2 separate regions of the Pan troglodytes genome follow, and region 1 is linked to region 2. The links are chromatin contacts, called in public HiChIP or PLAC-seq maps. All regions are on one chromosome and are shown on one strand. Each heading gives the region's core, a stretch centred on a gene start, on an enhancer-like site or on the middle of the called end of the contact. The rest is flanking DNA. Distances are from core to core; before and after follow the strand shown. Region 1 holds the start of TCERG1 (transcription elongation regulator 1). Region 2 holds the start of LARS1 (leucyl-tRNA synthetase 1).

Region 1 (6,981 bases), core at 2,318-4,817, 260 kb before region 2:
TACTTTCATTCCCCCACAAAACCTAGCAGTGTTTATCTGTAAAAGGCATTTCATTATTAATTTGTTATGGTTTTCAAAAGTCTGCCACTAAAATGGTGACAAAATTCACATAATTTCCTTTTTTGAATAGCCTAAAGTTGCCATTTTCTGATGTTAATTATGCACAGAACATGGGCTGGGCTCTTTATATTATACTGCTTCATCACAACAACCTCACCAGAACCTGCAATGAGGATTAAACGAGCTAATAAAGTACTTGGAATAGTGCTTAGTATGTAAGTGCCATCTAAGTTATTAGCTATCATTACTGTTTCTGTAACATTAGGACAGTAATAGTACTGGTAAGTGTTAAATAATATTAATATTAGTAATGTTAGCTACTATTACTATAATTATTATATCAGGCCCTGTATAACCTGGCCCACATTAACCTTTCCACAAATTCTAGTCTTTTCCTTTAAATATTTCAAGTTTATTACTTTGAAGCCTCTGCACCTGTTCTCTTTGCCGAGCATGTTCTTCCCCAGATTTTCACATAACTAGCTCCTTCTCATTACTCAGCCTCTAGTTCAAATGTCACCTCAAACTGCTTTCCCACTTCTGGCCTCTACAGGCCCTCTCAGGATCATTATTCCTAATTTGAGTTTTCGATTATGATAAATGCTATGAAGAAATCTCCCATTTACTTCTGTATTATCTTTAGCCACTAGTATATAGTTCCCTTTAGTATACTGTTGCAACACATTAAAACACATTATTGTTTTAATAATGATAGTAAAGTTCCTATATACCAGCATGGTTATACAGACATTATCCATATTAACTCTTAATCCTCACTACAGCCCAATAAGGTAAGTTTGACACCATTTTTACAGAGGAAATGATAGCACAGAAAAATAATTTTCTTAAGGCAGCTAGTCAGTGATAACACCAGAATATTCTTATCCTCATTTTATAGATAAGGAAATTTAGATTGCAAGTATCTTAAGTATTGATAGGTAAACAAAGGCTCTAGGGAAAGGATCTATACAAATGACTCTGGAAGTTACTTTAATGGTATTTGGAACGTCTATAAATTTTCCATCTATTGTGATTTGCATTCCTACCACTTACAACCTTTCTGAAAAACAAAAGCCTACTTGCACGAATAGAAGGAACAAAAATATTTCACAAGAACATCATGGAAATACAAACATAAGGTATTTTTCTATAATAGAAGTTGTCTATCCAGATACGCAATCTCCTCAATGCTAAAGACAATACTTTAACTGGAGGGGCAAGAAATAAAAAGATGCTACCGATATATGGGGGCAAATTGTATAAACTATGATTGAGGGAACCTGAGGTTTAGTCCAGACCCTGCCAACTACCCAGTGACCTTGTGTAAGTCACTTCACACTTACAGGCAGATTTAATCATTTGATGTGGTTGATTTCATTTACAATTTAGATGGCTCTTACTTAAGCTGGAAGCTCCTGCAGGACAAACCTCTTTTTTCGGTCTGGTTCAGGGCACTATTGCCAGCACCTAGGTCAGCAACTGTCATGTAGCACACAATAAATGTCGGCCCAATAAGTGAAGTATCTTTAAATCTCCTATCTTCATTTATTTACAACATAACTACAGAACATCTCATTTGCCAGGCGGTTATGACAGACACACCATGAAGTACATTCAGGTTACAAATATAATGCAAAAATTAAGCCCCAACTTCTGCCATCAAAGAGGCCACATACACACCTAATTTCATGAGAAATGCTAAAATAAAGATCTGTACAGTATGCTCTGCAAGCAACTTCCAATCCAAGAGGCTACGTTATAAAATATTTGCAACAGGGCAAATTCATTTGCAAATTAAAGCCCTATTCAAATCAGTTGTGCAACAGTGTCTAGACTATTAATAAAGCCTAAACGGCTTTATTAATAAGGATTTTTTTTAAAGCTTTAGAAAGATACTTTCTAAAATGCAAAAGAATGTTCCCTAATAAATCCATCTGAAACTAGCTAAGTAACCTCCCTTTAAGATCGAAATCAGGAATAAACTTGGCATCGCTAATATTTAAAGATGCTGACAATTCACCTTGATCACTCCTTAATACTGTATACATATGGAGTTTAAAGGATTTCAGATTCATCTCTGAAATAAAACAAAATTTCATTTCTGCCAAAGTGGAGATTTGTGTGTGCGACCATACAGAATCTGAAAGGCATTTTCCTCTTCTAAAACCTTGAATAACAATACCCATTTCCTTACACAATTTCATCTTAAGTTCTAGACAGTATCAACCGAGTCTTCATAATCTACACTGCTCTTTTTCATTTTCAAACGTTGACAATAGCACAATTCAGAATGGGAGCTGAACATCTGAAATGCCATTTCTCCCATACAGAAAAAAAACAAAGTACCAAATACACATAAAGCATAATACCTCTTTTCCTCAAAAACCACTGACCAAAAGATTTCTCCAGGTCACTCTCATTTTACCAAATTTTAATTACAAACTCATAGGCACTGAGGTTCCAGGGGAAAAAAGGTCACTGCACTGTTCAAGGAAATGGCATGAGTAGTAGAAGAATAGAACGCCAATCGGGATTGCAGGCTCTGAAACCTGACTGCCTGAGTTCAAGCCACTTCCTGGAGCCACAAATCCGCCTATGCAATCTTATTCTACTGACTCAACCTCCACGAGGCTGTTATCTCACCTGTAAGATGGGCGAGTAACAACTGAAGACGCCTCTGGTCTGTGGCCTGCAAAATGTTAATAGCAACTACTCCAAAGGGTGGTTGTGAGGATTAAATGAGACAAACCAAAGTAAAGGGTTTACTGGCACAAGGTAAGTGCCTAATAAGGGGTTGCTACTGTTGTTGCTACTCACAACTACAGGATAATAAGGAATAAAGGGATGAAAAAAGGAAGAAAAGCCACAGAAGTTAAGAAAGGCAAGCAATGAGGGGGATGAAATGAAAGGGCAAACGTGGGGAGCCCAAAGAGCCGCGGAGGGCGTGGAGAAGGCTTAGCCAGAAGTGGCGAGGGGTACAGGGGAAGTAACTGCGGAGTGCAGAAACGTCGATGAGGAAAATCAGGCCCGCAGCGGAGCGCGGCCTGGAGACAGACTCAGGTCGGCCGAGACGGAGGCGACACGCGGCTGAGGCGGGGCCCAAAGGCGGGAGCACCGCGCCCGGCCAGAGGGCTGCAGGCCGCGAGAGGCGGCGAGACCCCAAGAAAGCACTAGGAAGCAGCCAGTGAACGCGCAGGAGGCCCTGGCCCAGCCCGGGCCCGGCTCTCATTCAAGCCACCTTCCCCTTCCCCCTTCTTAAACCCCATGCGGTCCCGGCCCGGGCCGCCCGGCTCCGCTACCCACCGTCCGCCCCGGATCTCCACATGGCAGGTCTAGCCTCTGGGGCTCTCGTGAGCAGAGATGTGAAGGAGGGCAGCGTCTCTTACCTGAGCTCCCCCGGGTTGAATCGTTCACTCTCGCCCCCGTCCCCGCCACGCTCCGCCATTACAGAGGGCCGTGTTCATCCACCCGCCGACCCGGCGTCTCCTATTGGCTAGAAAAATCGTCAATCCCCAATGAGAGAGGCGGAGACAGCAGAAGTCTGAGATGCGGTTGGTCAAACTTTCCATCAATCTTCGAAATGGGGGCGGTATGTTCTTTGCTATTGGGCAAGGCGCCCGCCGACTTTGAAAGCGGTATGAAGACAGCCAGTTGATTGGTGACTCGGGGGCTTTATGGGAAATGAGATTTTAGCAGTGAGGAGCCGCCGGCGCCCTCTCGCGGTAAGCAGAACTAAGTCCTCCCAAGTTCGGCTCAGCCTGCGGTAGCCACGTGTCTGTCGGCTTCCAGGAGAGCCAATTGTGGAGCCATATTGGCCAGTAGTAGCTGAGGCGGAGAGCATTTCCACTGGGCAAGCCAATCAAAATCGACCTGGGCCGCGCCTAAACCGATTGCACAGTTGGTGTGGAAAGCCGCTATTTCCTAGCTTTACAGTAGCAGGAGTCTTAAGTCACCACTCAGCTCTATATCCATGTTATTAAATAATATATTATTAATTACAAGAATACCTCCCAAATTATACTAAACCGTTGCAAGCCAATAGGTGTTATAAGTTGCTGCATTAAGAAAGGTAAATTGGCGAAGGCAAGCCTCTTTGCAATTTACAGCTTAACCACGTCTCCCTCGATCTCAAAATGTGCTTGTCTGAAATTAGCACACCCAGAATACCAGACAATTCTGAATATTTATTTAGTTTTTCTAATTAACAAAAAAAAAAAGTTTTGGATTTGGGGTTTCAAAGGCACAATGAAGATGAGCCCTTTTATTAAAGTCGTAAAAATATTAAAATAATACTAATAGATAAATTTTACTTGGACATAACCATGTAGCAAACCCGGATCTAAGTATGTCAGGTACGTTAACTCTTTTAAGATTCAAAAATTACTAGGAGGTGGGTAACATAGTCACTGTTTGTAGATGAGCTTGAGGCACAGAGAAGTTAAGTAACTTGCCCAAGGTCACACATTTACTAAATAGCAGAGCCTGGTCTTAACCCCAGTCAGCGTAGTAGCAAAGCAGCACTCTTAAATACTGTAAGCCTAAATAATTGGATCCACATAAAAACATGTGCACAAATGTTCACAGCAGCAATATTCATAATAGCCAAAAAGTATTGTAACAACCCAATGACCATCAGCTGATGAATGGTTAAGAAACATGGTATAGGCCGGGCGCGGTAGCTCAAGCCTGTAATCCCAGCACTTTGGGAGGCCGAGACGGGTGGATCACGAGGTCAGGAGATCAAGACCATCCTGGCTAACACGGTGAAACCCTGTCTCTACTAAAAAAAAATAGCCCGGCGTGGTGGCGGGCGCCTGTAGTCCCAGCTACTCAGGAGGCTGTGGCAGGAAAATGGCGTGAACCCCGGAAGCAGAGCTTGCAGTGAGCAGAGATCGCGCCACTGCACTCCAGCCTGGGCGACAGCGAGACTCCGTCTCAAAAAAAAAAAAAAGAAAAAGAAAAAAAGAAACATGGTATAACTGTGCAATGAAATATTGTTCAGACATAAAAAGCCACATACAAAACGGCCGCCTGTTGTATGATTCCATTTACATGAAATATGATGAAATTGCATTGCATTTCAGGCAAATACATACAGACAGAAAGTAGAACAGTGGTTTCCAGGAGGTAGAGGGGAATGAGGAATTGGAAGTGACTGCTGATGGATATGGAATGTCTTTTCGGATGATAAAAATGTTCTGGAATTGGCGCTGATGGTTGCACAACTTTGTGAATATACTAAAACCCATTGAATTCTATACTATTTATTTATTTATTTACTTATTTTGAGAGGGAGTGTCACTCTGTCACCCAGGCTGGAGTGCAGTGGCATGATATCAGCTCACTGCAACCTCCGCCTCCCAGGCTCAAGCGATCCTCACACTTCAGCCTCCCAAGTAGCTCCCACAGGCCTCCGCCACCACGTCCAGCTAATTTTTTATATTTTTGGTAAAGACGGGGTTTTGCCATGTTGGCCAGGCTGGTCTTGAACTCCTAAGCTGAAGTGATTTGCCCACCTTGGCCTCCCAAAGTGCTGGGATTACAGGTGTGAGCCACTGCATACAGCCAACTTGTATACTTTAAAAGGTGAATTTTACTGTATGTGAATTATATTTTAATTCAAAAACACCATTCTACACTGAATTCCAGTTAAATATTCAAAATCAATTAAATATGATAAATTGTGATAAAGGCTTCACACAGTTCTGAGCATGAATAATTGGAGGAGAGCATGGTGAAAATTTTGTTAAAGATGTGATATTTGAGGCTGGGTGTGGTGCCACAGGCCTGTAATCCCAGCACTTTGGGAGGCCAAGGCGGGAGGACTGCTTGAGTTCAGGAGTTTGAAACCAGCCTGAGCAAAATGGTGAGACCTCACCACTACAAAAAATCAAAAATATTAGCCAGGCATTGTGATGCATGACTGTGGTCCCAGCTACTTGACAGGCAGAGGTCGGAGGACCGCTTGAGCCCACTTGAGTCGAGGCTACTGTGAGCTGTAATTGCAGCACCGCACTCCAGCGTGGGATACAGAGTTAGACACTGTCTTAAAAAAGAAAAAAAAAAAGGTGTGGCATTTGAACAAACTATAGTTTGACTAAAAGTTGGGAGTTAGATCCCTTTTTCAACATCAGTGTGTATCCCCAAGTTCTGGTCAACTATTCTGAAAATAATACTGGTATAGATGGCTCATTACAAACTAATTCCTACTAAAAAAAGATTCAAAATGGAAAGCTTATAGAAAATAAGTCACTAGCATATATAAAAGATGAAAACAGGCCGGGCGCCGTGGCTCACGCCTGTAATTCCAGCACTTTGGGAGGCCGAGGCAGGTGGATCACCTGAGGATTTTGAGACCAGCATGGCCAACATGGCAAAACCCCGTCTCTACTAAAAAAATACAAAAATTAGCTAGGCATGGTGGCACGTGCCTGTAGTCCCAGCTACTTGGAAAGCTGAAGCAGGAGAATCGCTTAAACCTGGGAGGCAGAGGTTGCAGTGAGCCGAGATCTCGCCATTGCACTCCAGCCTGTGTGACAGAGTGAGACTTCATCTCAAATAAAAAATGAAAACAAATTGTCAGTCGAAGAAACTCCTTGCAGGTATTAAAAATTTTATTATCTGATAGTTTTTATTATGTTATTTATATCTAAATACACTTTAAGATATTTATATTATAGTATAATCTTTTAAATAGATTAAGTATATACATATGTATATCTATCACATGTAATGATAATCATGTGTATATATGTATATATTTCATTATTTCATTGCTATAGTGTATCCCCATAAAAATGTCCTTGAAATTCAGGTAGTTTGAGCTCAATAGTTATTTACAACATATTGCAAATTTCTGACTTGAACTATGTCTACACAGTTTTTCTAGAGTGAACCATTTTATTGAATCAAAATGAAAAA
Region 2 (6,905 bases), core at 696-3,195:
CTCAGGCAATCCGCCCACTTAGGCCTCCCAAAGTGCTAGGATTACAGGCATGAGCCAGGGCGCCCGGCCATCTGTGTGTTTTGTTGTTGTTGTTGTTGTTTTTTGAGATGGAGTCTCACTCTGTCCCCCAGGCTGGAGTGTAGTGGCGTGATCTCAGGTCACTGCGACCTCTGCCTCCTGGGTTTGAGTGATTCTCCTGCCTCAGCCTCCCAAAATTCTAGGATTATAGGAATGAGCCACTGTGCCCGGCAAGAAATGAATTTTAAATTTTATTTATTTTTAATTAATTTGAATTTAAATTGCCACATGTGGCTAGTGGCTACTGTATCAGACACCATATATCTCTGTATGGTAGCATAGTCTTTTTTTTGTTTTGTTTTTGAGACGGAGTCTTGCTCTGTCGCCCAGGCTGGAGTGCAGTGCTGCCATCTTGGCTTACTGCAACTTCCACCTCCCGGGTTCAAGTGATTCTCCTGTCTCAGCTTCCCAGCAGCTGGTATTACAGGCGTGTGACACCACTCCCGGCTAATTTTTGTATTTTTAGTACAGACGGGGTTTCACCATCTTGGCCAGCCTGGTCTCGAACCTCTGACCTCGTGATCCACCTGCCTCGGCCTCCCAAAGTGCTGGGATTACAGGTGTGAGACACCGTACCCGGCCAGTCTTTTTTTTTTTTCCTTGAGATGAAGTCTCGCTCTGCCGCCCAAGATGGAGTGCAGTGGTGCGATCTCGACTCAGTGCACCCTCTGCCTCCTGGGTTCAAGCAATTCTCCTGCCTCAGCCTCCCGAGTAGCTGGGACTACAGGTGCGCGCCACCATACCCAGCTAATTTTTGTATTTTTAGTAGAGACGGGGTTTCACCATGTCGGCCAGGCTGGTCTCAAACTCCTGACCTCAGGTCATCCGCCCACCTCGGCATCCCAAAATAATGGGATTATGGCCACCGCGCCTGGCCCTGTTTGGTAGTATTCTAAATAGTCTGAGTCAGGCAATGGGACCAGGTAGGCTTTCAGCCTCTCGCTTAAAAATGGAGATTGTTGGCCGGGCACGGTGGCTCACGCCTGTAATCCCATCACTTTGGGAGGCTGGGGTGGGCGGATCACGAGTTCAGGAGATCGAGACCATCCTGGCCAACATGGTGAAACCCCGTTTCTACTGAAAATACAAAAAGTAGCTGGGCGCGGTGGCGCGCGCCTGTAATCCCAGCTACTAAGGAGGCTGGGGCAGAAGAATCGCTTGAACCCGGGAGGCGGAGGTTGCAGTGAGCCGAGATCGCGCCACTGCACTCCAGCCTGGAGACAGAACGAATCTCCCTCTCAAAAAAAAAAAAAAAAAAAAAAAAAAAAAAAAAAAAAAAAGGAGATTGTTGGCTAGGTACGGTAGCTCTCACGCCTGTAATCCTAGCACTTTGGGAGGCCGAGGGAGGCAGATCACGAGGTCAGGAAATCGAGATCGTCCTGGCTAACACGGTGAAACCCAGTCTCTACCAAAAATACAAAAAATTAGTCGGTGTGGTGGCGCTCGCCCGTAGTCCCAGCTCCTCGGGAGCCTGAGGCAGGAGAATTGCTTGAATCCGGCAGGCCGAGGTTGCACTGAGCCAAGATCGCGCCACTGCACTCCAGCCTGGGCGACAGAGCGATACTGCGTCTCAAAAAAAAAAAAAGGAGATTGTTAATACGCGGTTATACAATGTCTAAATGCTGGGCTGTTGAATGCCACTGACAGTAATAAATATCTGTGCATAGTGGCAAGCCATAAGTAGCACCTCAGTCACCGAATAGTAATTAACTGCGTATCCTGGCATCCCGACAAGCAACCAGCTCTACCGGGTGAAAAGGTTGGTGGCTAAGGGACTCCAACCTAACCAGGGCGCACTCGCGGCATTCGGCGATCCCGCACTGCATCATGGACTTTGTAGTTCAACATGCCAGTGACGTCACTGCCGGTTCCCCTCTGAGTGGGCCTATCGGGTAGACTTCCGATAACCCGTTTTTCTCTGGGAATTGTAGTCAGTCAGCGCCTGCTGGGTGTCTGCTCGGGTGGTCTGGGAACTACAATTCCCGGCGGGCTCTGAGATGCCTTGGCTGTAGTTAGTAAGGAGCCGGATGATTGCCTCAGCAGGTGTGAAGCGTGTGCTTTAGTTTCGTGGGAGGCCTGGCATCCCCGAGAGGGAGGGGAAAGGTAACCACTCCTTTGTGGAGGTCGCCAGGGTCATTGTCGTGGATTTGCACAGTCGGCTGGGCGGTGCAATGGCGGTGAGTTTGAGCGGGAAGAGTCCGCAGGGGCCCTGGAGCCGGACTGGCCAGTCTCTAGGGGCTCTCCATGTGCTGTCCTGAAGGGAAAGTCTTTTCTAAAAGAGAGCCACGCTTAAGGCGTGCCTTTCGTAGAGACTTTGCTTTTTCTTGCTAGTTTATGAACCAGGAACTGATGTCTGTTAACTTTACGGAGTACTTGGATATCATATTTGTTATTTCTCTGGAGTTTCTAAAATCGAGGTGGAGAGCCGGGCACGGTGGCCCACGGCTGTAATCCCCGCACTTTGGGAGGCCGAGGCGGGTGGATCATTTGAGGTCAGGAGTTCGAGACCACCCTGGCCAACATGGTGAGACCCCGTTTCTACCAAAAATACAAAAATTAGCCGGGCGTAGTGGTGCGCGCCTGTTAACCCAGCTACTCGGGAGGCTGAGGCAGGAGAATTGCTTGAACCCAGGAGAGGGAGGCTGCTGTGAGCCAAGATCGCGCCACTGCACTCCAGCCTGGGTGACAGAGTGAGACTCCGTCTTAAAAATAAAATAAATAAATAAACAAACAAATAAAGCCGAGGTGGAGAGAGGAGTATGTAAGTTGATTCCTACTTACAGCAAAAAAAAAAAAAAAAAAAAAAATTGAGCTCCTCTTCGTAAAACAGACAAAAATCTCTCTTTTCATAGTGTTTATGTGTGTGGGTAAAATACACTGTGAAATATTGTGTCAGGTGCTGATAAATGCTGTGGGGAAAAAATAGAGCAGGAAAGGGTGCTAGGGAGTGTACGGTGGGGTAGTACAGTTGCAATTTTTAAAAATTTTTTTAAATTTGAGAGATGTTCTCACTCTGTGACCCAGACTGGAATGCAGTGGCGTGATCATGGCTCACTGCAGCCTGGACCTTAGGGCTCAAGCGATCCTCACACCTCAGCCTCCCCACAGCTGGTACTGCAAGCGTGCTCCATTACACCCTGCTAATTTTTTGTATTTTTAGTAGAGACAGGGTTTCGAACTCCTGGGCTCAAGCGATCCTTCTGTCTCAGCCTCCGAAAGTGCTGGGACTACAGGCATGAGCCATCCCGCCTGGTTTTATTTTTTTTTGTTTTTTGTTTGTTTGTTTGTTTTTTTCTTGAGACGGAGCCTTGCCCTGTCGCCAGGCTGGAGTGCAGTGGCGCGATCTCGGCTCACTGCAACCTCCTCCTCCCAGGTTCAAGCGGTTCCTCTGCCTCAACTTCCCGAGTAACTGGGACTACAGGCGCGCGCCATCATGCCCAGTTAAATTTTTTGTATTTTAGTAGAGACAGGGTTTCACCACATTGGCGAGGATGGACTCAATCTCCTGACCTCGTGATCTGCCCGCCTCGGCCTCCCAAAGTGCTGGGATTACAGGCGTGAGCCATGGCGCCTGGCCTGTTGCAATTTTTAAAAGGATGATCAAGCAAGGCTTTGCCAAAAAGGTGGCAAAAACGAGACAAGAGAGCAACCTATGCAACTATAGGAAGGAAGAGATTTCCAGGCAGGGGCAACAGTGTAAGTGAAAAGCAGGGATCCCGGGTAGAAGCCAGGGATGCTTCTAAACATCCTGCAGTGCACAGGACAACCCCTGAAAACAAAGAATTATTTGGCCCAAAGTGTAAGTAGTGCCAAAGTTTAGGAATATAGCCTTTTGTTACCAGTGAGGAAGTTGAGTCTCAGATTGATCAAATGACTTGCTCAAGGTTATACAACAAGTTGGTGTTTGGGCCAATATCAGATTTTATTATACTTGATCTTTGAGGTTTTGAGAAACAAGTTTTTCTGAGAAACAGAAAACTCAAAAGCTTTCTTGCATTTGGCATACTCAGTACAATGAAAAGAAACACATAGTTCTAAGTAATTTGTAAAAGACTTGTTTTCATAGTCTTCTTTACAATGGGTGACATGATCATATTTTTTATTTTTATTTTTATTTTTATTTGAAATGGAGTCTCGCTCTTTCCCAGGCTGGAGTGCAGTGGTGCCTCCCAGGTTCAAGTAATTCTCCCACTTCAGATTCCTGAGTAGCTGGGACTACAGGTGTGCGCCACCACGCGCCGCTAATTTTTGTATTTTTTGGTATAGTTGTGGTTTTTACCATGTTGGCCAGACTGGTCTTGAACGCCTGACCTCAAGTGATCCGCCCACCTTGGCCTCCCAGAGTGCTGGGATTACAGGTGTGAGCCAATGCACCTGGCCATGTTTTTTATTTTTTGAGACAGGGACTCGCTCTATCAACCAGGCTGTAGTGCAGTAGTGCAATCATAGCTCACTGCAGCCAGCCTTGACCTCCTGGGTTCAAGTGATCCTCTGGCCTCAGTGTTCCCATGTCCTGCTCATGGTAATTTTTAGGTAAAAGATATTTGTTACATAACTTCTGTGTCTATGGCATTGTACTTTGTGCTAAGGTGACTATAAACGATTTAAAAGTTCCTGCCTGTTGAGAATTTACAGCCCAACTGCATAAATGTCTTAAGATCATTGGTTGCATTTAACAGAAGTCAACTCAAGTTGGTTAAGGAGGAATTTAGTAATAAAGTGGAAGTTGGCCGAGTGTGATGGCTCAAGCCTGTAATGTCAGCACTTTGGGAAGCCAAGGCTGGTGGATTGCTTGAGCCTAGGAGTTCAAGACCAGCCTAGGCAACATGGTGAAACCCTGTCTCTACAAAAAAATACAAAAACTATCTGGGTATGGTGGTGCATATGCCTGTAGTCCCAGCTATTCAGGAGGCTGAGATGGGAAGATTGATTGAGCCCAGTAGGTCAAGGCTGCAGTGAGCTGGTGCTTGCACCATTATGCTTCAGCCTGGGTGGCAGAGGGAGACCCTCTCTCTCTCACACAAACACACACACATAAATACAGTGAAATTTCATATTACCCATGACCGTAGGGAAGGAGATATGACTAGGCTTCATGAGGCCCTACATACTTTTGCCTTTGTGGGTGGGTCCTTTCCTCTGTAAAAATATTAGAAATTATATTTTACAGACTGGGCTGGGTGGCTCATGCCTGTAATCACAGCACTTTGGGAGGCTGAGATAGGTGGACCACCTGAGGTCAGGAGTTTGAGGCCAGCCTGGCCAACATGGTGAAACCTCGTCTCTACTAAAAATACAAAAATTAGCCAGGTATGGTGGCACGCACCTGTAATCCCAGCTACTCAGGAGGCTGAGGCAGGAGAATTGCTTGAACCCCAGAGATGGAGGTTTCAGTGAGCTGAGATTGGTCTTGCTGTGTTGCCTAGGCTGGAGTGCAGTGGCTCCATCTTGGCTCACTGCAACCACTACCTCTTGGCTTCAAGTAATTCTCCTGTCTTTGCCTCCCGAGTAGCTGAGATTATAGGCGCATGCCAACGCATCCGGCTAATTTTTGTATTTTTAGTAGAAATGGGGTTTCGCCGTATTGGCCAGGCTGGTCTTGAACTCGTAGCCTCAGGTGATCCACCTGCCTCGGCCTCTCAAAGTGCTGGGATTACAGGCATGAGCCACCACACCTGGCCAAAATAATTGTTTTTCTTTTAAAGAGGAAGTCTTTCTATGTTGCCTAGGCTGGTCTCAAACTCCTGGCCTCAAATAATCCTCCCTCTTCAGCCTCCCAAAGTGTTGGGATTGTAGACATGAGGCACTACATCCAGCCAAGTTACTTATTAAGAAGAGGTTTTGAAGTGAGAGGGGGCAGTGGCGTTGATAGTCTAAATGAAGGTGGTTAGTAGCAGGAATGGAAAGGGATGAACAGATGTGCAGGCTTATTATTTCTTAGAAAAGAAAATACCTTATACAATCACTGTTTTATGGAAACTTGAAAAGAGTCCAGGTATTTTTTTTTTTTTTGGTGGGGGGATGGAGTTTCGCTCTTGTTGCCCAGGCTGGAGTGCAATGGTGCGATCTTGGCTCACTGCAACTTCCACCTCCCAGGTTCAAGCGATTCTCCTGCCTCAGCCTCCCAAGTAGCTGGGATTACAGATGCGTGCCACCTTGCCTAGCTAATTTTTGTATTTTTAGTAGAGATGGGGTTTCACCATGTTTTCCAGGCTTGTCTCTAACTCCTGACCTCAGGTGATCCTCTCGCCTCAGTCTCCCAAAGTGCTGGGATTACAGGTGTGAGCCACCGTGTCCAGCCTGTTTTATTTAAATTTCATATGAACCGTTCTTTAACAATTTTGGAGAGAAGTTCTCTATCAGTATCTTTGATATTCATGTATTTTAATTAAATAGAAACATTTGATGACAGTGTTACATTGTAGTATATAATTTTAAAAAAGCATATCAAAGCCTTTTACATATTTCAGTAATTGTTGAACCATTTCTTTGAGGTTTGAGGTACACAGGTCATGATAATCCTAATTTCTTTTTTCCGACGGAGTCTTGCTGTGTCACCCAAGCTGGAGTGCAGTGGTGTGATCTCGGCTCACTGCAGCCTCCGCCTCCCTGGTTCAAGCGATTCTCCTGCCTCAGCCTCCCGAGTTGCTGAGATTACAGGTACCCGCCACCAAGCCCAGCTAATTTTTGTATTTTAGTATAGATGGGTTTTGCCCTGTTGGCCAGGCTGATCTCGAACTCCTGACCTCAAGCAATCCACCCGCCTCGGCCTCCCAAAGTGCTGGGATTACACGCATGAGCCACCGCGCCTGGCTGATAACCCTAAT

The links. HiChIP or PLAC-seq counts read pairs in DNA pulled down with a chosen protein or histone mark.
Region 1: an H3K4me3 HiChIP or PLAC-seq map of stem cell-derived excitatory neurons shows a contact between it and region 2, with 5 times the contacts expected there. The contact joins the promoter of TCERG1 here to the promoter of LARS1 in region 2. A contact is called at or near these places in 1 of 7 Hi-C or Micro-C datasets (stem cell-derived neural progenitor cells) and 1 of 1 datasets of contacts at active chromatin or transcription factors (stem cell-derived excitatory neurons).

Annotation. Positions count from the first base shown.
Region 1 is chr4:144,174,726-144,181,706 of NHGRI_mPanTro3-v2.0_pri, reverse strand. It overlaps TCERG1 (transcription elongation regulator 1), which reads right to left and starts at 3,567. Exons shown (of 22, transcript XR_010157357.1): 1 at 3,447-3,567.
Region 2 is chr4:143,909,460-143,916,364 of NHGRI_mPanTro3-v2.0_pri, reverse strand. LARS1 (leucyl-tRNA synthetase 1) reads left to right here and starts at 1,945. Exons shown (of 32, transcript XM_001157096.7): 1 at 1,945-2,255. The coding sequence starts at 2,250.